2 separate regions of the Mus musculus genome follow, and region 2 is linked to region 1. A link is a contact called in public promoter capture Hi-C data. All regions are on one chromosome and are shown on one strand. The core of a region is the stretch at or near the end of the contact, and the rest is flanking DNA. Distances in the headings are between cores, read along the strand shown.

Region 1 (3,021 bases), core at 242-2,741:
TAGTCACTCCACCATGTGAAGGCCTAAGCTATGATGCCATATTTAAGTGGTTTTAAACATCCATTCTGTGTACTCAAATATAATACTTAAATAATTTGTCACACATTTAGTTGTTCACAGTTTATATGAAATTAAGTAGGGTAGACTTCAAACTGGAGAATATTTTCTGCAGCAAAGCCCTTCATTCCTTTGCATTTACCTCTTATCTCCAGAAGGAGAGTGGGTGTTGGGACTACCCAGATTTCCTGCTCAGGAACAGGCTGTGGTATCCAGTCTACATTCCTAAAGGCAAGTGGAACTTTTTGCTCTGTCATTTCGTGTGAGCATCCTCCCCCACTCTTCTAACCCATAGAGCTCATTCCCATTGGAAAACTGAGACTTCTTGTCCTTTAAATGGGTGAAAGGCAAACTCTCAAGTTGTTCAGGTGCCTTTATGAGTTTAAAAAGTGCAAGCCAACAGAAACCCATAACTTTTTTTTTTTAATGTGCAAAACTCCTGAAGCATAAGACTATGTATGCTTCTTTACTTCGTCCTGGTTGATAGGTTATTTTATCTTTTGTAAAAGAATGATGTCAACAGGTCAGAAAACAGGGCAGAACTTTACAAACCTGGGGTGGGGGGTGGGTTCATGTGGCTTAAGAAAAGAGCATATGCCAAGAGAAGAACTCCATCAAGGCTATTACCACACTGACCACAGTTCAATTTTAGAGGAACCAAATTTTAAACTATAAACCAAGGTTAAATCGTGCTTGGGCTGGGTCCAAGTAGTGAAAGAAGCTAGCTGGTAGACAGCTACCCTGGGTGGGGGATAGAGAGGAAGAAAAGTTTTAAATATCCTCCAGAGCCCAGTGACCCATTAATGTGCCTCCCACACCCTCTGCCCACTCTTGCCCCAGAAGAGGTAGCTACAGAGAAGTAAGCGGCCCTGTTTTTAAACACTTGGAATTTTCCCTCAGACCAGAGTTGGGAATTATATTTCTTTCTACTTAAAGCCAATTTTGACTTCCCTGGCCAAGGTCAAAGAGTAGGGAAGGTAAAGGCTCCAGTGGTTTCTGTTGGAGCGAGCAGTGATGGGGCGGGAGGGAGGACTTACCGCAGCCTCTGCGGGCTGCCCCCACAGACACAGGGCCAGTAAGAACCAGCCGGCAGCCAGGCACACTCCACGCACTTGCATTCTTCTCTGGCTCCCGCAGCTCCGTCAGCACCCGCAGGGAATCCCAGGTCCCTTCAGACCGATTGACATAATCTTGAAGGGTTATTGAGAAGAGAGCTAGAAAGGGGACAGTGAGTGTCCCGGTTATGCTGGTGCACTTGGGGGAAGAGATTTATAAGAGGGAAGCGATTAAAATAAGAGAGAGAGAGGGAGAGCAAGAACAAGAAAAGAAAGCTGTTCTTCCCTCCCCCCTCCCCTCCCCAAAGCCGATCTCTCAGGAGCACTTTGCCTTCTGTTGGGACTTGCAAACTTTCCTCACTCAACGTCCTACAAATCTACTTTCCTCGCTCTCTTCCCTGCACCGCCCCCTCCCCGCTGGCGCTGGGGAATTTGCGTATCACTCCGCCAGTGCTTCCCACTGCACCGGCAACCTGCGAGGGAGTGACGCTCAGTTATTTGAGGGAGGGAAACTTCAAGACAAGTTGACTGAACCCCACAAGTCCAACCAAAAAGATTTCTCGTTTGTTCATTGGCAGCTTCTCTTAACAGTACTCTTGCCTGCCAGTCCAGCTTTCCCTCAGATGTCTGCATCAAAGCCATTGACAAACAGACCTGAGCTGGGACTATTTTTTCCAGCGGATGGATTTCAGAGTGTGGTGCTTTTTATTGTTAATCATTAGAAACAAAGTTTTCGCCTCTGCTCCATGGGCTGCTGGCCTTTGCCTTTCAAGTGTTGGTAGGACAGTTTCTATATACAAACAGAAAATGAGAAAATATTAGATATACGTATATAAAGTAAGACAATGAACATATGTATTTGTGAATACCTAATGTATGTAACAACATATGCCATATAGGATGCATTAAGTAGGTTAATAATGTTAAAAGGTTAAATGTTATTGTAACTTACTTACTGTTTCTATTTACATGTATTGAGTACCATAAATAATATTTGTCACTTATATCAAGCTAAGGTAAAAGGTAGTGGCTGCCATCATTCTATTTCAGAAGGACCTGTGGCAAGCAATTATATAACATTAGCATAATTCCTTACAACTAAAACAAGCATCTCATTTAAAATGTCTATATGGAGTCAATAGTAGTTGAATTTGTGTCTCCTAGATGAAGTAGGCATGCATATCGCTTTGATAACTTGTAGACACTTTTAAGAACCAAAAGACCAAAAATATACACGATGTGGACTCCTTGGAGTGTCTTTCAGGAATTTGCTAAAGAATTCTTCTGAACATTTCTATTCTCAGTCTGGGATAAACTGCATTCTTTATATTTTGAATCCGTTTTATAAGGACCAATTCCTCCTCAGTTTTACTGGGTTTAGAGATTAGGCTTACAACTCCAGAGATTCCCTCCTCATCTTTCTAAAAGTTTAGTGAAAAAATAGGAAGTTAGAATAAGAGTCTGCACACTTGGGCCCTTGTGCAAGGTCTCTTTCAGGACTATCTGCCTATGTAGTAGTAGTGCACCCAAGTCTATTTTACTTTATGGAAATATATAATGCCTACTTGCATAGATTCTTGTGTATAGGTCTCTAGAGACCTGTGCATGAAACTTTGGAACGGTTATGTGCAGAGGTGCTTGAAATTGAGAAAGAGAAGCAGCTTCCCAAGGTAGGGGGAGGTGATTGACAGCAGGCAGCCCCGCCCCGTCCCCCTCCATTCCTTCCTCCCTGGGCTCATGGAACTATCTCCTGAGTGCTAGAAGTTGTAGCGGGCACCACTGCGTGTGTTTTCCTTTGGGGCACTTTTTTTTTCTAGCGGCTGATTTTAGTTTCTTCCAAATTAAGCCACTTCGCCCCCCTTCCCCACACTGTCCTGAATAAGGAACAAACTGCCAAGCATCAACGGAG
Region 2 (3,175 bases), core at 566-3,065, 250 kb before region 1:
TGCTGTTGGATTTATAACTATTTCCCCTTTGCAGTATCTACGATAGGAAAGGTAAATTGACATTCCTCTCTCTCTCTGAAAGAGAAATGCTATGCGTTCCTCTATCCCTCTTTTCAAATGCAGTCGCTTCTTTGATACTTTAATAACATCTCAACCTGTCGCTATCTGAGATGAGAGAGCCAGAGACAAGGCAGAGACTGAGAGGAGAGGAGAGGAGAGGAGAGGAGAGGAGAGGAGAGGAGAGGAGAGAAGAGAAGAGGACAGTTTTTAGAAGGTTGCACTTACACCTTACACTCCGGCACTTTCTCCAAGAAGGGAGGCAGTAGATTCATTATTTTTGTGATATCATTTGTAAACTGAAATGAAGCAAAGACCTTCCTGAAGTAAAGGATGCAAAATATATTCAAGGGTATATATTCATACAGTCCTTTGTTCTAGATAAGAGCTTTTCTTTTTCATAAAGTTTCTCGGTCTCCTTCAAGGACAAAGAAAGTTACTATTTGTTAATTCCTTAAGGGTACAGTTCAAAGTACTGCCCTGGGATGTGGGGGGAATATCTTGACAGCTCAATATTGGTTTTCAGAAAAGAATCAAGTCCGGCTTTTTCCAACATGGCTGTATACTTCGCAGGCCCCCAAATTTGTACTTTTATAGTCGTCATCAATCAAATAGAAACATCACATCTAGCAAACCTGTGTTTTCGTGGACTAGAAATACACTCTGTGTACAGATAGCGTTAATTTTGAAGGCATCGCCGTAATTCCCGAGTCTTTGGAGTCCCTGGCTTTTGTCAGGGGTGGAGAGGGCGAGGAGGCGTGTGCAGCCTGGTGTGCAGCCTGGTGTGTAGCAGGTCTGAGGACCCAGGTCCTTGCCGCGTTTCCAGAGATAACTGACATTTTCTGCTAAGAAGCACAGCTCAAAGTGAGAGGCGGGTGGAACTAGAGCAAACTGCGATCGGAAGGGAAAATGTGAGCTGTAGGGAAAAAGAGAAAGGGCTCCTGGCAGAGGGGTCACCGCGGCTCTGGGATTTGCAGGAATTTATCACCACCATTAACAGCTATTTTCCGAGGGTTGTTTACAGCCTGATCCAGAGACAAGCAGATTGAGAAGCCCCTCTCTGGGACCCCAACCACGCCCCCTCATCCCCCAACTCCCCCTTCCACTAAACTAATGTATTCAGGGCCACCCCCTTGTTGGACCCTCCCATTGGCTCGTATCCTAACCAATCAGAGCCTTGCAGCGATTTCACCTGGTCCCCCGGCTTCCTAAATAAACAAACAAACCATCCGGTGCTCTGCCTGCCCCCTCCCCTCCCAACACCTCTATCCCCCTCCGGCCAAATGGGTGTGGGGCTGCGGCAACCCATCTTGTCACGATGGCTGGCCGCTGTGTCCTCCACCTCTCACGTCTACCCTCCACCCCATCCTTCTGGTACTCAGGACTAGGCTTGGTGTGGTTAGAGAGCCCCGCCTCCTCCCGTCGGTTTTGCCTTGAACCAAACGCCCTTAGATTCTCCCAAAGGGTCTCTGGCGCTTTGAAGATGGCCCTGCTTCCCTGGCTCCAGGTCCCCATCCCACGCACACCTTTACTGGTGGCCGCTTGCGCCCCTCCACCGCTGGGGTAGCTGCCTGTGGTGCGAGCTGCCGCGTGAGGCGACGGTCACGTGTTGTTTTGCCCACTGCCTTGAGCCCAGTGAAGTGGGCGGGGACGCGGGCCTAGGCGGGAGGGGTCTGGGGCGGGCAGACAGGGGGAGACTGCCTCTTCTCCCCCCAAAGCCCTCCCTTCTCGAGCCCCCCCTCCCCTCCGCTCACCTTAAAACCACGGTGCATCACCATGGCGAGTTGCTCCTTCTCTGGCCACCAAGCGCTTAGGAGACTGAGAGCCTCAGCAGCAGCAGCAGCCTCCGCAGCTCTAGCAGCAGTGGCGACCACCCCGCTCCTTTCCTCGGGAACCCGGACCGCACTCATTGGGACCGGGTCGTCCTGTCCGGGAGCCATGTGGCTCTCCACAGCCACTGGCTCCCGGTCAGACTCGGAATCCGAAGAGGAGGACCTCCCCGTCGGGGATGAAGTCTGCAAACGCGGCTACCTGAGGAAGCAGAAGCATGGGCATAGGCGTTACTTCGTGCTCAAACTCGAGACCGCAGACGCTCCAGCTCGACTCGAATACTACCGAAATGCCAGGAAGTTCCGGCACAGTGTCCGCGCCGCGGCGGCTGCAGCAGAGGCGGCCGCCTCCGGTGCTGCGGTCCCCGCGCTCATCCCACCACGGCGCGTGATCATCCTGTACCAATGCTTCTCCGTGAGCCAGCGCGCCGATGCCAGGTACCGACACCTCATTGCCCTTTTTACCCAGGACGAATACTTCGCGATGGTGGCCGAGAACGAGTCGGAACAAGAAAGCTGGTACTTGCTCCTCAGCCGCCTCATCCTCGAGAGCAAGCGCCGCCGCTGCGGCACGCTAGGCGCACTGCCGGACGGAGAGCCGGCAGCCCTGGCGGCCGCAGCGGCGGCGGAGCCACCCTTCTACAAAGATGTGTGGCAGGTAGTAGTGAAACCCAGGGGGCTGGGGCACAGAAAAGAGCTGAGCGGCGTGTTCCGGCTGTGTCTTACCGACGAAGAGGTAGTGTTTGTAAGGCTCAATACCGAAGTGGCCAGTGTGGTCGTCCAGCTGCTGAGCATTCGTCGCTGTGGGCACTCGGAGCAGTACTTCTTCTTGGAAGTCGGCAGATCCACTGTCATAGGTCCGGGGGAGCTGTGGATGCAAGTGGATGACTCCGTGGTGGCCCAAAATATGCATGAGCTGTTTCTGGAGAAGATGAGAGCCTTGTGCGCAGATGAATACAGAGCCCGATGCCGCAGCTACAGCATCAGTATTGGCGCCCACCTGTTAACCCTGCTGTCCACTAGGAGGCACCTGGGCTTGCTCCCGCTGGAGCCTGGTGGCTGGCTCAGAAGATACGGCTTGGAGCAGTTTTGCCGCCTCAGAGCTATCCGTGAGAGGGAAGAGATGCTATTCACCAGGCGCTTCATCTCACCCAGAGAGCCTCCGCCTCCCTTTAGGCGAGGAAGAGGGCACCTGCCCAGAGCCCGCAGGTCCAGGAGAGCCGCGTCAGTACCACCCAGCCTTTTCCGACGCTCAGCACCTAGCCCGGGAAGGATCCCACAGCCTGAAG

The links. Promoter capture Hi-C pulls out the DNA fragments that hold promoters and counts their contacts.
Region 2: a contact with region 1 is called in a promoter capture Hi-C map of embryonic stem cells. The contact joins the promoter of Irs4 here to the promoter of Col4a5 in region 1. A contact is called at or near these places in 4 of 39 promoter capture datasets (embryonic stem cells, hippocampal neurons and liver), 3 of 484 Hi-C or Micro-C datasets (the HL-1 cell line and embryonic stem cells), 1 of 115 datasets of contacts at active chromatin or transcription factors (astrocytes) and 1 of 9 other capture datasets (pancreatic islet).

What each region holds. Positions count from the first base shown.
Region 1 is chrX:141,473,889-141,476,909 of GRCm38.p6, reverse strand. Col4a5 (collagen, type IV, alpha 5) reads right to left here and starts at 1,491. Exons shown (of 53, transcript NM_001163155.1): 1 at 1,095-1,491. The coding sequence starts at 1,175. Col4a6 (collagen, type IV, alpha 6) reads left to right here and starts at 2,834. Exons shown (of 45, transcript NM_053185.2): 1 at 2,834-3,021.
Region 2 is chrX:141,723,857-141,727,031 of GRCm38.p6, reverse strand. It overlaps Irs4 (insulin receptor substrate 4), which reads left to right and starts at 1,815. Exons shown (of 2, transcript NM_010572.2): 1 at 1,815-3,175. The coding sequence starts at 1,834. Gm15295 (a long non-coding RNA gene) reads right to left here. Exons shown (of 4, transcript XR_003953074.1): 3 at 1,584-3,175; 4 at 1-973.